Regions from separate parts of the Mus musculus genome. Here region 2 is linked to region 1. Evidence: chromatin contacts called from public Hi-C data. All regions are on one chromosome and are shown on one strand. Each heading gives the region's core, a stretch centred on a gene start, on an enhancer-like site or on the middle of the called end of the contact. The rest is flanking DNA. Distances are from core to core; before and after follow the strand shown. Region 1 overlaps Gm38563 (a long non-coding RNA gene). Region 2 has its middle 90 kb from the start of Gm24696.

Evidence for each region. Hi-C and Micro-C count contacts between places; a contact is called where the count stands out from the background.
Region 2: a contact with region 1 is called in a Hi-C map of pancreatic cancer cells. The contact joins two enhancer-like sites. A contact is called at or near these places in 1 of 15 datasets of contacts at CTCF or cohesin (CD8 T cells), 3 of 484 Hi-C or Micro-C datasets (embryonic fibroblasts, epidermal suprabasal cells and pancreatic cancer cells), 4 of 115 datasets of contacts at active chromatin or transcription factors (CD8 T cells, Th2 cells, a colorectal cancer cell line and 1 more) and 2 of 9 other capture datasets (embryonic stem cells and embryonic tail).

What each region holds. Positions count from the first base shown.
Region 1 is chr15:61,161,627-61,168,052 of GRCm38.p6, forward strand. Gm38563 (a long non-coding RNA gene) reads left to right here. Exons shown (of 3, transcript XR_875374.2): 2 at 1,434-1,509; 3 at 3,808-5,337. Among named protein-coding and RNA genes, the nearest start is that of Gm38563, 7.7 kb to the left of the region's middle. Within about 2 kb of position 4,310, at least 18 of the 459 cell types and tissues checked have an H3K27ac peak or open chromatin away from gene starts, as enhancers often do. A contact at or near this core is called in pancreatic cancer cells, where this site is marked.
Region 2 is chr15:61,444,790-61,451,043 of GRCm38.p6, forward strand. No RefSeq gene overlaps it. Among named protein-coding and RNA genes, the nearest start is that of Gm24696, 90 kb to the left of the region's middle. Within about 2 kb of position 1,757, at least 22 of the 459 cell types and tissues checked have an H3K27ac peak or open chromatin away from gene starts, as enhancers often do. A contact at or near this core is called in pancreatic cancer cells, where this site is marked.

The DNA of each region.
Region 1 (6,426 bases), core at 3,060-5,559:
TAGATCCCATTGACACTGGCCCGCTGAAGGCCATAAATGGACTTCCTCCTGCCATTGTCTTTAAATGGCCTTTTCGGAAATATCTACAAGGTCAAAACACACACTGCAGCCCAGACGCCTGCTCTCCCTGCCACTCACTTCCTCTATGTTAAACTTCAGCTAAATGTACCTTTATGTGTCTAATCATTTTTGATATCTGAGGAACGATCCAATAGGTGCTCTTTGTGCTGCCTTTTAGAAGCGGTGGTGCCAAGACCCATGTCGGGTGGATAAAGATACACTGTGCTTAAAGGAACATTGTCTTCCCATCAGCATAGAAGAGCAGATCTATTCAATTATGTTTTCTATGTACAGCATATCTGTACCAGGCTGCTATTCTTTCCCCTGGGATAGCCTAGGTGATCTTGTTTCAAATCTACATCCACGGAAGAGCACAGCTTCAAGACTGCTACAAGTCCCGGTGTGTGCACCAATCGCTTTGGTACAGAGAATAAGCATATTGAGTGGATGAATGAAAATGAAAAGGCCTGGAGCTAGTTCTCAGTGGGTCTTCTATTTACAGACCCAGATATTTTTTGAATATATGACTAAGTTTTGTCACATTTTTCTCTTCCAGTGTGCACAAGCATCCACTGCTTGTAGAATATTTCATAAGGCCACAGAACAACAGCAACTATCTATGACCTGTGGGGTTAATCATTACTGAACAATTCCAACTGAGATATCACACAATGCTTACATATGAGGGGTTATATTTCTTATGCTGTAAATGCCAGTCTTATTGGGTATTCAATTTACAGATATGAAAAAACGACAGAGAGTTGGCCTTAGGAAGCAACCCTGACATATATCAAAGAGGACACAGTGCTCAACCTGCACCAAAGCCTGTTTATTTTGAGACTTGCCCTCTTTTTAAGTTGTATAGACAACAGATGGTTTGAGCATCATCACTAATGAAAACTTCTGACACAGCGTAGGAAGTCAGGTGGGGTCTCTCTTACTATGGCTCTCACCTTTTGAGAAGCGAGATGGAGGGAGGGAAGGATAAAAAGAGTGACCAGGACAGAGGAAAACAGAGGAGGGTACATGGTGTGATGGAAGAACTGAAGAATGTGATAGAGACTCTTGCAAAAGGCAGACATGGTGGCATAATTACAAAACCATTTAAAGTGGGATTAGTGTGACCAGTGTAGGGACTACAACCTCAGAAAAGAGTTTCAGAGAAACAGTTGCTGCAGTCTCAATTCATTGTTCCTCCTTGGTTCAACAACCATTTCCTCAAAGTAGGCTATGCACCACCAAAGGAATGCACCCAGTCTATACCATTAGGAAACTTACAATCTCAGGAAGAGAATTAGAGAACAAAGAAACAAACCCTCAGGAAACATCAGGTAGTCAGAGCCACTGTGTCCAAGTATGTTAACCTTTCTCAGCAGGAGCACCCAGTCCTGAAGCTTAAAGAAGATGTACGTGATGTCTCTTCTATGCAGTGGTCTAAAGTGGCACCAGGTATGAAAAACCCTTGAGATGATTTAAAAGATTAAAGCTAATGAATATCTTTCCATGCATCCTGTGATTCACATGGGAAACTCCAGTTGAAGTAAGCACTCAGGTGTGAAGCTGTGCTCTGGATCCCAAGAATTTAGTCACGTGAAATGAGAGCATGGGGAGAAGGCAGGGCTGCAGATGTTGGAGAGACTTCCGGTTTGGATGCAGAAGTCCAGAGAGGCAAAGCATAGCATAGGACGAGGTAGGGTAAGGAAAAAGTGCAAGAGGCTAGCAGAGGAACAAATTATGCAAAATATTTCACATTAAGAGAAGGCTTGTATTGACAACGTAGCAATAGTTACTAGAGAGCTAGTGGTCTAAGGAAGAAGAGCAGTTAAGATACCATGATGACACTGGTTGGGTGTTATTATGGCTTGTATTTAGAGGGTCTTCCAGGTACTCATGTATTGAAGGTTTCAGAGGTCGGGCTTTGGAAGGCAACGAGGGCTCTGACCTCAATAATGGTTTCACATATGGATAGATTAGTGATTTTATACCATTAGTGGATATGATAGTTCATGAGGAGATGGGTCTAATCAAAAGAAACAGGTTACCTGCTGGGTACACTCTTTGTCCTGATCTTTGCCCCTTTCTCTTTCTCCCTACTTCCATTCTTAACTTCTCTTCTTTCTGACCACCATTCCATCATCAGCTCCCCGTTATCTGCCTCACTGACCCCAAATAAACCCGCCCTCCTCTTAAATAATCTCACCTACGTATTCTATCACAGCAGTAAAAGGTTGATTACCACAGGTGAGTTCATCAACTTTACCAGATACAGTAATGGAGTCACTGGAACTGGATAGGCGACTGTGCATGAGAAAAGGAGGAGACGCCAAAGATAGAAGTGAGACCTTTGAGCAGTGGGTAAGTGAAGGAGATATTTACAAGGAAGGAGAAAAAAGGGACATTTTCGTAAAACAAAATAAAACAAGCAAACAAATAATCTCAACAATTTCATTTTATTGCTACTACAGTAAGTACCTATTTGAATCTGAGCAGCAGAAATATCTTGAGGAGATAGGGTCTAATCAGAAGAAACAAGTCACCAGGGTTTATATACTCTTGGTCCTGCTCCTTGCCTCCCTATTTCTTTCTGTCTCTGTCTCTCTCAAGTTGAGTACCGAATAGATGAATCTGTAGTCTTCAAACACCAAATAAATGTCACAGTGTACCAGACATGGCTCCTAGCAATGCAGCTGTGTTTAGTGCCTGATTGGAATCAGATGGAGAGAGATAGAGATAGACACAGAGAGAGAGTCAAAGAGATGGGGAAGGCAAGGATCAGAACCAAAAGTGTACCCGTTCTGGTGACTTATCACCCTGGTGATATGTTTCTTCTGGTTAGACCCCATCTCCTCAAGAAACAGCTAACTTGCTTGTGATGATAACTTACACAGCATCTTCTAAGTGAAGAATTAAACTAACAAGTTAAGAGGTCTGGAGAAGCCCATCAACATGTTTAGTTGAAGAAAGGGGGAGGGACCTTCCCAGAAGAGTGAGAAATCATAATGAGGGAAGAATGGAAGAGACAGACTCAGTCGTTTATGAGGAGGGCTGGTCAGTCCTGCCAAGTTCGGCTGAAGGGACAAGAAGCAGGAAGTCATGGAGCCTTCGTGTCACATACTAAGGGGTCAGGACACAGATCCAGCCACCTGCTCCTCCTGAAATCTGTTTTAAAAAACAGCAAGATGCACAAAAGGACAGCAGACAGTGTAGTTGGGAAATCACAGAATCTCCTTGTAGCTTGTTTATAATAACTTGGACATGCTACATTTTCTCAAGATAAAGGAGCAATGTCTTGTCCATTACCCTGCCTGATTGGAAGCTGAGAGGATATGGACACTTATTCCAGAGAAAAGCAAGCCTCAGGAGGCTCTGGCTCACTAATGACTGTTTCTCCATGATTTCTCCTGTCCCCTTTGACCACTGCCGTGGCTACTGTCGCATCACTTCAATTCCCAGGACAGTACCATTTGCCAGCAGATTCTGCTGTCGAAGCAAAAGCTTCCTGGCTGGTTATATAAAACACAATGTGGGAAAGAGTTAATTGGCAAACAGAGTGACTATATTTGCAACCCAAGAAGGCCTGCTGTGACTTGCTATCTGCAGAGCTAAGCAGCTTGCTGTACAAGTGATATTCGAAGCTTACTGCTGTTAATGCCAACGGGGCCACTTAACACCTCCCTGTAAATGGTCTCAAGATTAATATCTTGCCATTTAGGTTATGTTCTTTTTTTTTTTTCTTTCCCTCCTTAGGATGAGAAATTTTCTTCATCTTTTGCCTAAGAGAAGGTCAGACATGGCAAATCCCTGGGGTGAGAGGCCCACTGGAAAGTTACTGTATAACTACACTCCGTGCAGTATGAATCACAGAACTGGAAAATTACTCAGCAATGAGGAAAAGACATGGCCCGTGGAATCCAAGACCTGCATTCATATCTGTAGACATGAGTTTAACTTAAATTAGTAGTTCTCAGCCTTTCTAATGTAGCAACCCATTAATACAGTTCCTCGGGTGGTGGTGACCCCCAACCATAAAGTTATTTTGTTGCTATTTTAAAACTGTAATTTTCCTATTGCTACGAATTGTAATGTAATGTAAATGTATGTGATGGTCTTAGGTCACCCCCGTGTAAGGATCCTTTGCCTGCAAAGGTGTCATGACACAGAGGTTGCGAACTGCTGACATAACGTGTCAGCATTAACTTTCTTTTATTTAGTGAGAGAGGGAACACAGTAACTCGTTATCACTTTTGTTGGTGGACAGCTCATTCTAACCAGGCCTCCTCCCTTTCCCACTTACTGAAGAGTCACAGCTTCAGCTGTGCATTCTTCATGATTGTTCCACCCCTTCCTTCAATAATGTTCTTTCCTTAGGACTTTCTGACATCCTGCATGCCTAAGGGTTCCTTCTGTTTTCTTCTTCCTCGAATTTCCGTAATAGCTACTTCTCAACTGATCGAAGAAGCAGGAGGTAGGCTGTCTTCTTGATTTTTCTTACACACTCCCTCTAGTTAGTAGCCATTATCATCTCATTAGGCACCATGCATGTGCTGACAACTCTCAAATGCATTTCTGGAGCCTACACGTGTCCTTGAGATATGGTTTGTTTCACTCACCTGCCCAGCTGGCATTTGCACTGGGGTGCTCTTTAATCAACATGTATCTTATATCAACATACTTCTGAGTCATGAACACCTCCTTAAGAATCTAGTTTCCCATGTTTACCACTCCTAAATCAAGTGTACCACAACGATCCTCATGACTTCAGCTAGAAGTCCCAGGTTCATAATCTTTTCCTCTCTTTCTTGCTCTCTATATATATGTTCTCATATGGACTCTAATTCACAAAAACCTATTCAGTTCATTGATTTCTGAATGTTTTTATGCTCATTTCCTGGGTACTGCATTTTTCATTGCCATTCTAGAGCCACTTGCCATCCTTCTCCATCCAGTGCTATTGCTTGGCAGGCTTGGCATCATCAGTTCCCTAGTTGCTGTGCTTCGGCTGTGAAAACAGAGAGAAGGAAAGCCTGGGGTTAAGGGATGTGTTCCATGCTTTCCTTGATTTGAGGCTTACTATACACTGAAGGAATCATCAATAGTAAGCCTACTTTATCCATACAGGAAGCCATTCTCTTGCTCCAGGTCTCCAAGATTCTAAACAGTATTCTTGTGGCTTCTGTGTACCCTGACTTGAATGAAGTCTGTATTGAATGTCCCCAAACTATTTTTACTTGAAAATTCTCTTAGGCTTTCTATTGCTGTGAAGAAACTCCTTGACCAGGGCAACTCTTTTTCTTCTTTCTTTTATTAATCACTTGATTTGTTTACATTTCAAATGATATCCCCCTTCCCAGTACCCTGCCAACCCACTCCATCCCATTCTCCCTCCCCTTTGCCCTTATGAGGGTGCTCGAACACCCACTCTCCCACACACGCCTCACCACTCTAGTGTCCAACTATGCTGGGGAATCAATAGGCAGAACCCCCAGTTGATGTATCGAGCTCACCCATCTCAAAAAATTTACCCCAGAATTGTTTCTGTCTAAAGGAAAGGCAGGGACAAAGAGTAGAGCAGAGACTGAAGGAAGGAAAGGCTACCCAGAGACCACCCAACCTAAGGATCCATCTCATCTGCAGACACCAAACCCCAACACTATTGCTGATGCCAAGAAGCTCTTGCTGACAGGAGCCTGGTATGATTGTACCCTGCACCTGATCATGGCAACTCTTATAAGGAACCATTTTATTAAAGATAGCTCCCAGTTAAGAGATTTAGCTCATTATCAGTATGTCAGGAAGCATGGTGACTGTACTGGCTAGTTTTGTGTCAACTTGACACAGCTGGAGTATCACAGAGAAAGGAGCTTCAGTTGAGGAAATGCCTCCATGAGATTCAACACTAAGGCATTTTCTCAATTAGTGATCAAGGGGGAAAGGCCCCTTGTGGGTGGGACCATCTCTGGGCTGGTAGTCTTGGTTCTATAAGAGAGCAGGCTGGGCAAGCCAGTAAAGAACATCTGTCCATGGCCTCTGCATCAGCTCCTGCTTCCTGACCTGCTTGAGTTCCAGTCCTGACTTCCTTGGTGATGAACAGCAGTATGGAAGTGTAAGCCGAATAAACCCTTTCCTCCCCAACTTGCTTCTTGGTCATGATGTTTGTGCAGGAATAGAAACCCTAACTAAGACAGTGACAGTCAGGAAGACATGGTGATGACAGTTCTATATCCAGATAAGCTGGCAACAGGAAGAGAGGGTGACCCTGGGCCTGGCTTGAGCATCTGAAACCTCAAAGCCCATTTAGAGTGACAATACTTCCTCCAACAAGGTCACACCTACTTCAAAAAGTACCACTCCCGGAGGGCCTATGAG
Region 2 (6,254 bases), core at 507-3,006, 280 kb after region 1:
TGAGACTCTTTTCCACCTGTCCAATATTTATGGAGACTGGCCACATACCAAGCATTATATCAGAGAAGGGATGGGTTAGGGATCAAGTCTCTGCCTTTGTGGAATTGGAGGTCTAGTGAAGGGAACGAGATAAGCAAGTGCTACATGAATAAACATGAAGGTGGTAGAGGGATGTGGTGAAGAAATAGCTGAGAAGGGATCATAAGGGGTCAGATCTATCTTAACGGAGAACAACTGTGTGATCATAGGCAAGATTATTACTTCTAAGAGACAATGAAAGCAATGATGACTTGTTGGTCTTTGGTCTGAGACAGAGTGGATAGCGCAGGCTGTCCTGGACCACAGCATCTACTTGCTTCCGACTCTCAGCTGCTGAAATTAAGATATATGTTACAACAAAACACCTGGTCTTTTGCTCACTATATTTCATTATTTATTCTTTGAAAGTGTTCATATGTGCACATAATGTATTCTCATATTGTTTGAGAATTTAATACCAGGATGGCATGTGCTTTGACGAGAGCCACTCCCTACTCCTTCCAATACCCTCCATTACTTACCTCCTGACTTCCTGTACTGGTTTCTAAACCCACTGAATCTGCTTAGTGACTGCAATGAGGCAAAGGTGCAGGATCAAACTTTTGAGTTGACCACCACAGAGAACTCAGCAAAACAAGATTCCTTTCAGTAGTGAGGCCCTGTGATTCAACAGAAGTCTTGTGTTCTGAAAGCCAGTTCTGATCTTGAACAAGTTATTTAACACTTCTCTGCCTCAGTTTTCAAGTTTCAATGGGACTTGGAAATGCTTATTAAAGAGTATTATGGTGTGTAGCCTTGCCTGGGTGGCCTGACACTCTTGCATTTCAAGGATATCGTCTACTATGTATCTTGGCCTCCTGAGTGTTGGGATTATAGACCTGTACGACTACTGAAGATATGATTAGAAAAAGACATCTATCTATGCCCTAGTTTCTCTGTTGGACAGTACAAAAAGCCATTTATTTATTTGTTTGTTTATTTATTTACACCAAAACACCTTGAATCAATAAATTGTGATCTAGATCTCATGCAGCCCTAAAAATCTGTTTGCTTAAGTTCTAAGAACCTTCTGGAATTTCATAAAAACAGCATTGAATGTATGCACATAAATATGTTTAGGGCTGTATTCCTCCTCTGAAAAGAGATCTTCTAGCATTTATTGTAATGTAATTCACCACTGTTCATAAGGGTTAAGAGCCATTGACTTGAAATGGGGCTAAAAACATAAATTATTTATAGAGAAGCAATAATATTAACTTATATATTACAAGTCTCTTACTATTTATGACATGCCCATAATTCATCTCACTTGAGCTCAAGACAGGCAGCTAAACTAGGCATAGCATAGCCCAGAGTAACAACTAGCACTGTGCTCCTGGCCCTTGCTATTGGAGGGCATTGGTGTTTACCACCCCCACTTCAACTGCACAAAGCAAGGGCAAGGACCACAGTATGACCTTAAACTATTCAACTCCACTTAATTACCCATTGTAGTAGGAGCACATAAATACAGGATGTCCCTTTGCTCTGCCATTCTGCTTTGCATCATTATCAGAAAGACAAATGTAATTCATGTCCAATTACTCACTCACCGCAAGGTCAGAATATTTATTTTTATCATACTGGTGATTTTTTGGATTAGTGGTATCAGTATTTATTCATGGCTAACCCAAACCAAACATCCTGTTGATATCAATGAATTGCTATATAGTTATTGTCACAGGTATGCTGAGTCACAGAGCAAATAAGAAGTTTATGAGTTGACAGAGAAAAGGCTACAAAGAGGTTAAGATAATGTTCCCTGTTAATCACAGGTGTCTTGTGAAATAGATGCATTGTTTATTTATATTGTCCATTTATTGAGCAGTCGGTGCTTGGGAAACCGAAACTAGCCCAAATAGTGAGGATTAAATAAAATTCACATCATTATCTTTAAAATTGGTTGCTGGTACATTTTGGTTCAATTTAAGAACAGCTCATTTTAGCAATCAGTTTTTATCCTCTGCCTCGTAGCGAAGAGCTTTGTCTAGCTTTCAGATGTAGACAGAAGTAGGAGAGGTGGAAAATGAAAGAAAACTCTTTTGGGTATGGTTCATTTGCTCAGAGATCTGGAGTAGCATTAACTGTTATCCTACCATACTCTTGTAGTCAGTTCCTGAGATTACAGTGCCAGTCTGGAAAAGAAGAATCCAAACCCTCAGCTGTAGCAATATATATGGCTCATTTCTTTCCTTACTCATTCTCAGCCAAGCAAATGCATTTTATTATCTTTAGTCACTGTCATCAAGACAGACACAATTGTCTGAAGATGTCACTAATTCTGGGTCGTTAAAGATGTCATTGTTATAAGTTGTACCTGTGATTCAAATCCTTTCTTTTCTCTAGATACCTGTAATAACAGAGTCAGCAGGTGTGTGTGTGTGTGTCTGGGTGTGTGTGTGCGTGTGTGTGTGTCTGGGTGTGTGTGTGTCTGTGTGTCTGTGTGTCAGTGTCTGTGTGTCTGTGTGTTTCTTAAGCTATGCCATTGTTCCTCTTAGTGTCTTTGTACATACTAGTAGTTCAGAAAACAGTTTTCTAATTGTGGCTCATGGTGAGAAGATAGCTATTATAATTAGACAAACACTTTTTCTCTGAGCTTCTGATTTTTGCACTTATGAAAAGGGGATATAAAACAACTGGTTTCTGTGGTACCTTCCTATCCATCACGCTACATTCCACTAATACTCTACCTAGCTTCTATAGGGTTTGCTGTTATAACTAATGTCCAAGAGAGCTCCCCTGTCAATATGATAGGCCTAAGTTAGGGGCAAAGTGAATACTGTTTTAAGAATCTTTAGTTGGGAGATGAAATAAGAATACTTGATGCAGCATAGTAGCCAAAAGACTAAATTTAGGGATTGAATGCATAATATTACATCAGGTTTTAGAATGTGAAACCTCTACTGTCAAAAACCAAAAGTCAGCAAGGAGCTAGGGAAATGGTTCTGAGGATAATGTGCTTGGTATACAAGCATGAGGACGTGAGCTTGGGTATCCTGCACTTACAGGAAGCTGGTCACAGAAGCATGCCTCTCTAAACTGGCTATGGGGCTTGTGAGAGATGGAGACAAGAGAATTCTAAGGGCTTACTGGCCAACCAGTCTAAGCAAAATAGATTCAGTGGGAGGTAGTATCTCAGAAAATAAAGTGAAGACTTAAACAGAAGAAGAGAAGAAGACATATACCTGTTTTTGACCTCTAGTCTCCACAGGCAGGCACATGCATATACACGTGCCTTCATAAAACACACACACACACACACACACACACACACACACACACACACACAGAGAGAGAGAGAGAGAGAGAGAGAGAGAGAGAGAGAGAGAGAGAATTTAATAAGTCTGTCATTGAAAGAGAGGTACAAGAGGCTACTCTCTGTTTTGCTATGCTCAACTCAGTTCAGCTCCTATTTTTAATAAATTGTTCAATTCCTTATTCCCTATCTGAAAAAAGTAAGGAGTAAAGAGATGTTCACATACTAACTAGGTATATACATAGCAAAGTAGGAAAAGGTATGTGGAGAAAAAGTAAGGGAAATCTTTACCTTGGAAATGCTGAGTGCCCTTGGTATTTAAACAGTATGTGACAAAGATAAAATACTCTGTACATGTTTAAGTGAAAGCAATAATAGTGTTGAAAGTCTGGGAAATTCCTGAATTGGGAACTCTCAACTCTGTGTACAAATGGCCTTTATAGCCAGTACTGTAGAAAGTTTGAATGGGCCTTACCAGTTGGTGAGACATGCCCTTGACAGGATGCGGGTCTACAAGCTGACAAGTGGCTCAAGCAGCACAACATGGAGGGTGTCATCCTGGGGTTTGTGTTACCCAGAGGACATCTGGTAATGTCTGCAAGTATTTTTGGTTTTCACAGTTCTCGGAGAGCTGTGAACTGCTATGACACATAAGACAGTTTTTCACTACAAAACTTACTATTCAGGACAAAATATGTCATAGTTGAAAAGTTCAGAAGACTTTGATAAAAGTGTTTAATTTCTCACATACTCAGAGCCATCCAGAGAATCAGAAATTGACCTAGCCAAATAAGAATTGAATAAGCAATTGTATTTCAAATAACAGTTTCAAAGACAGGTACCAGCTGTATGACTGGGTGCTGGGGAAGAAAGGGAGGGTTTAAAGCTAATACTAGCCATGCATTGAAATGCCCAAATCAAATCCATTATCTTGTGTGTCAACCTAAAAATTGTAAAAGAAAATAAATGATTATTAATGATTTGTAGAAGTATAAATTTAAAGACATGAAGCACTAAATGATTGTGAAAAAGAATTCATTTATGAATTGGAACTGCATGAATATCTAAGAGTAGTTAGAAGGTCAGTGCTTTTACTCTTGTTTTGGTTTGCTTTATGTGTTTAATTTTTTTTCCTTTATTTACCCAGCAATTTCAACGTATGGGCAGCACTTTTAAATTCAGAAGCAGCAAATAAATCTAAGTTGAATTTTTAAACCCTGGTACTCTTGAGGATTGAAGAGCACATGGTAATAAGAACAGTAGCGTAAACTTCAGTGTAGCTGGCAAGCATAAGGGGAGACAGGCCTCCTCACTCACTCCAGGCAGAATGCAAATTGTTATGACCCCTTTGGAAGACAATTTGGCAGTACAACAACAGAGCCTTAAAAATATTCATAGCCTAGGACCCAGTCATTCCAACTCTGGGCAGCTAGCCTAAGGAAATAATAGTAATAAAAAAATAGGCACAGGGATGTTCATTTAAACTTGATTTACAATAGTCAAAATTGGGTTATGATGACTATGAGTAGAAATCATTCTAAATGACTGGAAATGGCTGAATACTATATCACACCATACTAATTCCATATGATCCAATATAAGGTCACTAAAGATAATATCTACAGTGATTTTATGAGATATGAAACATGATACACAGCTTTATGCAAGGGTCTAAATGCAGGGACTAATATATGATGGCTACAAAATATAAACTTCTGAATCAATCCAGAAGCTTAGAAAGACATATAAGATTTTTAACAGAATGTAAACATCTTTCAGATATAAAATGTAAAGTATTTTATCCTTTCTTTATATTATGCCATTAGGTAATTATATTAAATAAAAGTATAATTCTTATAATCAGACAAAAGCATTGGAAGACATATCAGTTCCAAATCTCAGTCTGATCCACTGATCCACTTAGCAAATTCCATCTCATTTAGCACAGCAAGCGTTCTGAAATCAGGAACCATCATGATCTTTTATAAGGAAAGAAAAATCTTAGGCCTGCTATCCCATCTCTGTTTGCTTCGGATGCCCTCTCTAACCCTCCCTAATGATATTTTCTCTGAGTTCCCACCACTCTTTATGCATAGTGTATAGCTACTTATGCCACAAAATATTTGTATAGTAAATAAATGGATAAATGAATGAATAATTTCCCCAAAACCAGAAGTAGAGTCAGCCTGGTAAGTCTAACTTCAAAGTCAGTGAGTGCTCCAGATGAATTGTGGACAAGGCCAAAGTCTATCCTTCAGCACTTTGCCCAGCACAGGGCTTATTGTTGGGACAGGGTGGTGTCTAGCCTTGGAGTTACACATTTATCTAGCTATAAAGGCATCAATGCCTTCAAAGTACAGCAAAGGGCGTTCTTTGTGAACGGTACTTAACACAGCAGCTGGTAATGATTGTGATTCCTGTTTTTTTCCTTTGAAATTTCCTACTTGTTTACTTAACAGGACGTTGCTAATCTGGAAGGGGGCAAATTAGGAACTGCCTTTGTAAAACGGAGAGCAGGCCTTATAAAGAATCTGGGGTATGTGTATGTGATAGCACTTCTATAAGGTTCTGTTCAGTTGAGATGATTTAAAAGCAAGCCTTGGCTGGCTGGTCATAAAAGGGGCCAGATTATAGAGGGGATTTACACAGCTATTAGCTAGTGGGTTACAATGCTTTAGTGGTCCCTAGATATTTAAGATTAATGACTAAATCAGTGGTGTTATTGTTACAAGATATCTAGGTGATGGGAGCCATTGGATACAGGAATTTTTAGCCCCTACAAGAATGTAAAAGTGTTTACCAGCACACTGATGACAACAGATTGAAGCTGCTCACAAAATAGGCTAAAAATTATGTTGAATGGGTTTTTTTTTTCTTTTGCAGGTAGAATGTATGTATCAGTCTACATATCCTTTCGCTC